Linked DNA regions of Mus musculus: region 1 is linked to region 2. A link is a contact called in public targeted proximity ligation data. All regions are on one chromosome and are shown on one strand. The core of a region is the stretch at or near the end of the contact, and the rest is flanking DNA. Distances in the headings are between cores, read along the strand shown. Region 1 overlaps Kank1 (KN motif and ankyrin repeat domains 1). Region 2 has its middle 4.3 kb from the start of Dock8.

Evidence for each region.
Region 1: a contact with region 2 is called in a targeted proximity ligation map of pancreatic cancer cells. A contact is called at or near these places in 2 of 130 datasets of targeted methods (astrocytes and pancreatic cancer cells).

Annotation. Positions count from the first base shown.
Region 1 is chr19:25,384,149-25,387,470 of GRCm38.p6, reverse strand. All of the region lies in intron 4 of Kank1 (KN motif and ankyrin repeat domains 1), which reads right to left. Among named protein-coding and RNA genes, the nearest start is that of Gm52392, 15 kb to the left of the region's middle.
Region 2 is chr19:24,993,627-24,996,772 of GRCm38.p6, reverse strand. No RefSeq gene overlaps it. Among named protein-coding and RNA genes, the nearest start is that of Dock8, 4.3 kb to the left of the region's middle.

The DNA.
Region 1 (3,322 bases), core at 46-2,545, 390 kb before region 2:
CGAACCAAGAAAGGAGATGATGAGAAATGATTTTAAAAAGGAAAGAGAAATTCCATCGGATCCGTCAGGGAACAGCGACGTAGAGCAGAGAGTCACGGGATGAAGAGCCTGCTTTCATAGACACAGGAAACGCTTTCAGGCCCAGAGATAGTGCTTCAAGCAAAGCCTCAGGCTGGGGATTGGGCCTGGGATGGAGCAGGCACACCTCCCGCTTGCACAGTTGTCTGGCCTCTCACTCCCTCAAGCCCTGGGAAAATCCATGTGGTTCCCTCAGGCGTCAGGTTCAATGGTAACAGAAGCAGACGATGGTGTATGTCATAGTTGGCCCCAAAGAAAGGTTCAGAGGTTGCTTTGTTTTGTTTTGTTTTGTTTTTTAACAGTTCTAAAGTTAATGGGGAAAAAGTATTTGAGGAAACAGAAGAGCAGAAAAATCTTGCCAACCATCCCTAGCAGAACAAAACCATAACCTAGGGAGAAAGGGGAAGAAGAGGTGGAGGGTGGAGACATTTTTTCCAGGGCCGAAGAAGTCTGGCTTGTCACACAAAGCAGGAAATCAGCGGTTGCCCCTGCCAAATGTAATTCTGAGCGGGAATTTTGAAGTGAACCGCCGAATGAATGAATCTTCTGAATTCAAGCATTTTTGCAGTTTTCCATCACTCTCCCTACAAGTCACTAAATGTCACTGCAGCTTAAACTCACCACCCCTGGCAAGGATTCCTTTTCCAGTGTCACAGTCTTCAGGGAATACCGAAGAATAATTCCACAGAGGAACAGCCCTGGGTGGGGCCTGAAATCCCTTTAACCATTTAGAAGGCGGCTATTTTGGGATTTTTTATTTCTCATTATTACTGTGGGGTATTGTGGGTTCCAGCTGATATTTTCTGGTGCCCAGATAAGGTCTTAGCAATGTCATCGCAGGACAAATACCTACAGCTGCTCGTGTGACTGCTGAGGGTGTGTGTGAGGGGAGAAGCACGGGCTCACTGTGGCCCCTTGGGGACCAACAGAGGTGTCCAGCCCTAAAACTTATGACATACTAGGGGCATCCCTCTCACACTGTCCCTGGGGCAGATTTGGAAGCTACCTAGAACCTGGTACTAGCGGGGGAAAATCTGGTGGCGCGGGGCTTCGTGTTTTGCAACTTTTTCCTGTAAGCTACATTGTTGGAATGGTTTCACGGGCAAACCATCCCTCCTCCCACACTGGCCTCAACTTCCAGGTCTCCACCCTGCAGTGTTGTAAACACCAGTGTATCACCAGGCTGATTCACACCCTGCAGGCAGAGCTCCAGTGAGGGTACATGCTACGCAGACCCAGCAGGTACTTTGGTATCCTCTGCCAGGGCACGGGATGACAAACCAGCCTTTATCTTTGAAGTTGGCAGGAGCAGGCAAACAGGCCACGCCCCCAAAGTTTTCCCCAGTTGGAATACAACCCCCTAGCCCATCAAAATAATACTGAAGGACAGAGAATCAGCTGTACCTTGGTAGGTCTCTGGACTTAGGCAGAGGTTGACTGATAACAGAGAAAGAAAATTTAAGAGCTGACAGACAACTGTAGCTTTACAAAGACATTAAGCACTAGGTTTGTGAGCCATCTGAAACGCCCAGTTTTTCTCCCTCCTCTTATCTCTAGCTTGAAGTGTTTGTCCCTTTTCTTGTAGGAGACTCTAACACACATCTGTGGCAGAGGAACAACACACCTTGGACTAAGGGGCAGCGGATATGAGAGAAAGGCAGAAGAGGGCAGGGATAGGAAATGTAGACTGGGTGTGCTTCAATCAATGTTTTCACAAAATTATTTGCAAAGCTGATGGGGTTTATCCACTCAACCAACTGTTATGTGAATAAATCCAGAAGCCATGGGATTCACCTTTGGTTCTAAATAACAAGAGCATTTGAATTTTTAAAATCCCTTTTCTTTTCTTTTCTTTTCCTTTCTTTTCTTTTCTTTTCTTTTCTTTTTTCTCTCTCTTTTTTGGTGTATGTATGCATGTGAGTGTGTATGTACAGGTCAAGCAGATATATTCCTCCTTCATTCTCCTCTCTCTCTCTCTCTCTCTCTCTCTCTCTCTCTCTCTCTGTGTGTGTGTGTGTGTGTATTCACTATGTAGCCGTGGATATTCTGGAGTTCACTATGTAGACCAGGCTGGCTTTGAACTCATACATATCCACCTGCCTCTCCTCCCAAGGGCCAGGATTAAAGGCTGCGCCACCCTGTCTGGCTCTACTATATCTTTTGAGACAGGGTCTCTTCCTGAACTCACTGATTGGTTACAATGGTTTGGCCAGCACTCTTCAGAGTCCACCTGCCTCTGCTCAAGCGATGCTAAAGTTACAGATATCTGCAGCCACCCCTGGCTTTTCCATGGGTGCTGGGGATCTGAGCTTAGGTCTCTGCAGCAGGCAGTTGTTTACCCACGGAGACATTCCTCCAGCCTCAAAAAAGTATATTCAAAATGCAAAAGATTACGTGGGAATGAGAACCCTTCTTCAGTGACATGAAGTCACAGAAAAAGAACGCAAGTGAACGAACACAGGGCTTGTGACTTTTAATAGAAAAATCACATCTCTGAATGCTTATTTCCAGCCCGGCTCCTTAAATAAAGGTTTACGTGGTGAAGAAGTGATGAAGTCTACAACCTCTGATCCGGGAGAAGGAGCTGTCAAGAATCATTCAAGTCTGGCCTCCCATACAATGACGCAGAGCTGGGACTTCAGATGTTTAAAGTCCCAGGTTAAATCTCGCAAACACCACTCCCAGACCCTTGGCAACACTTTCCTGTCTGTAGTCTACTTTCCATCTACTGATGAGAGAGGACTGAAGAATACTGCTTAGTTTGAATTCCAGCTGTCACGGGTCCTAGGAATGGCTGGGACGAGGAATGTGGTCACTATATTTTTAAAAATCCTCAAAATAGAAACATAATTTTTAAGTGGGGTGGCCACTTGTCTGTAGAAAACTTCCTGCCGAGATCACTAGTGCTTAGACACAAATGGGCAACACATATTTTAAAAATGTCTGGTTTTAGTCTTTCTAATGAACCATAGAGCCTAAAAGCTGAACACAATCTTGTCTTCTAAACACGAGCATATTTTGCATAAAGAATATGAAAATGAATGGGATAATGAACAGCTCACTCAGAATACATTTCACGGAGATGTCAAGAAAGGAAGAGAGAGAGAGAGAGAGAGAGAGAGAGAGAGAGAGAGAGAGAGAGAATATCTTACATCGTTTGGCCCGAGAATGTCTACAGTAGTTTGAATTGATCCTGTAATATCTTATTTTCAGATCCTCAATCAAGTTTTTATTAGCAAAGTCT
Region 2 (3,146 bases), core at 408-2,907:
ACCACCACCTTTGAATCAGAATCCTTCACCTTGGATGACCTTCACCTACATGCTGCTGTCTGGACTAAAGAAAGTGTCAGCTGTAGCTTCCCCCTCACCTTTACCTTTCAGCTCTAACCACCTTCCGGGGGCGGTCACACATTCTGTATAAAGTATCACTTCTTCATAAACATACCAGTGTTCGTACGGATTCCATCCTGGCTCATGGGTTCATGTCAGGATAACAAAAACCACTCCCTGCTCCACGCCTTGCTTATTCTGGTCTAATTGGTCTCTGCCACTGGCCTACATCCCTGCCAACTACCCTTCGTAGTTTCTCGGCAGCCTCCATGATCAAGTGAATCCTCCCCTCAGTGACTGACAGGCCTGCCTCAGTCAAAGCAGGGCAGAGCCACAACTCATCACCGAGAAGACAGTGGTCTTTCTTCTGGGGCCTTCCTATCTGTTATTCCTCCTGCTCTCTTCAGCCTACATTACCACCAGTTCTCTCCATCCTTCAGGGATTGAGGCAAGTTTTTATGTCCCACGCAAGGGAGAACTTCTCTCAGTTTGTCAGCGCTCTTTCTTGGTTTGGAAGCGTATCTCACTGTCAGTAAACACATCCTAATAGAATTCAGGCTGCACCAGGGTCGGTCTACATTGAGAACCGAGGCCGTTGGCACATCTCCTCCCTTCTTGCAAAAACTATCTCTACAGCTTCCCAAGATTCTCTCAGATTGTATTCAAATGTCATCTTCCGGGATACTGCCTGACTCCTTTTCCATAGCCCTTATCCTGATATACTAGATTTGTATGTTGAAAGGTTAAATAAGTTTTAATAAAGTATAATGAGAGGACAGTATACTCTTCATGGCACAAGGCAAGCAGACAATGAGAGAACACCATGTTGACTATTTTTTGCTTACTTTAAATGTATTACTCTTTATGCTGATAGTACATAAGATCCACAGAACTTTTTTCTTCTTCTTCTTCTTCTTTTTTTTTTTTTTTTTTTTTGGTTTGGTTCATGTTTATTGTTCCAGTGCCCAGAACAGAGCCTCACACATAGCTGGTACTCAAATAAGTGGAGGCACACACTCACTAACTATTAAAATAAACCCGAGTAGAAGTGGCCAAGTTCCCCCCATGTCTTTCAGAAGGAAGCGAGATCAGTATGTGTTATTCTCTTGAGTGTTTTAATTTGCCTTTAGATGAATGTTTTCCAGCTCTGTTCTGTATTTATTTCAAACCAGCACATAATATATTTTAGTATCTTCACTATAAGATTTGGATTGTAGCTTTCTTTCTCTGCCTTTCTCTCTGCCTCTACTACCTTCTTAACTCCTCCCCCCATGCCCTGAATAAACTCTATTCTATTAAAAAAAAAAATGGATTGTATCCAAATGTATCTGCATTCAGTGGGAATAGTCACATTTCTCTATTCTGTAACTAAAGGGACTTTGGATGGATTCATTAAGAAACTCCTTCCTTATCCACACACTTTCCAACTATTCTCCAAACCCTCTCCAAGTGGTCGCCATAGATCAAGTCCTGTGCTGGTGACAGCAGGATCAACACAATTAACAATGCGGTTCTCTGACTTCCTAGGACTCACGGTCTAGGAATGAGACACACAGAGAAGGAAAAGGAGGCCCGGGCTCTGTGGAATACCACAGGAACCTTTGCTGTACGCAACTCTGGGAGAGTGAGGAAGCTCAGGCAGGAAATGACTTATTCTTGAGGGGAGGGGGAGAGCAGCAGAGAGATTGACACCAAACACGATGGCGTTGTTGCCATAGTGATGTTGGAAGTGAGTCTTAATGGATAAGTTAGGCAGGCAGAGAAGAGTCACTGAGGCTATCGCAGACAGAAGGAGCATTGTACAACACAGGCAGAAAGGTAGACGATACCAAATCCACTCAGAGAAAAAAAAGTAGAAAAAATATGAAGCCTTGGTAGACAGGGCCTGCGTGCAAATAAAACTTGCTTTTTGTCTGTGCAGGTTATTCCTCTGGGAGAAATCTCTTTCTACCTGGCATTCCACAGTGAGAAATATCTAATATCCTTGAGAATGTGGGGCAGCAAGAGGCGGGGAATGTCTCTCCTACTTCTGGCAACTTTTCTTAACTTGTATAAACGCTGATGTTAGTGAAGGGTTGTGTATTGTTTGAGAAATACTTCAGACAATACTCACGTATTAGCTGCTATCCTCACCACTGTGACCAATAGCTGACAAGAAGCAGATTTATGGAGGAAGGTTTATTTTGGCCCACCGTCGGAGGGGACAACCCATCCTGGTAAAGAGGGTGTGGATGCAGGATCCGGCTCCTGGGTATGGCAGTCAGAGTGTGAGAGTCCTCGCTCACACCTGGGCAGATCAGGAACCAGAGAATGCTGGTGCTCCTTTGTCCTCTTTTCATCCAGTCTAGGCTAGGGAGAGCACTGTCCACAGTTAGGGCATGTCTTCTCCATCTGTTAACTATCCCTTGATGTACCCAGAGGTGTGCTTCACTGATACTATAGACATTTTGATACTATAGACATTGTTTTCTTGAAAAACAAACAAACAAAAAACAACTTTTTATTGATTGTTTGTGAATTTCACATCAGGCACCTTAAATCCCACCTATCTCCCTGCCCCCTCATATCTGCCCTCTGCCCTTGAAACTCCAGCAAAAGAAAACAAATAAACAAATAAAAATAATAAAAAATAAAAACAACAAATAAGAGGGGAAACACCCCCCCCCCGTGGAAGCTGCGGTGTATCATGGTATGTCACAGTGTATCACACAGTGCACCCTTCTGTTCAAACAGCTTGACTTGTAAATGTTTATTACAATGAGCCAATGGTCTGGTTTGAGGCCTCTGCCTTCTGCTAAACGATCAATACTAGTTTCTCACTGGGGCTCCTCTCAGATGTCCTGTTGTTGCCCAGTGTCACGGAGGTCCTTCAGCTTGGTATTGCAGGACTGGCCTCTTCACACGCTCCAGCAGTTCATAGATGAGGTAGATGCTGGGGTGGACCAACTCAAAGTCCTGGATCTGTGCCTGGGAGGTGGCTGTGTTGTTCACCCTGCCAGCTCCCCATGCACCTGCATCACCAGGGCCAGCTCTCCCTCTTTGCCTAGGCGAGGGGTGGGGCCAGGTCTCCTGCTGGTAGCCGCAGG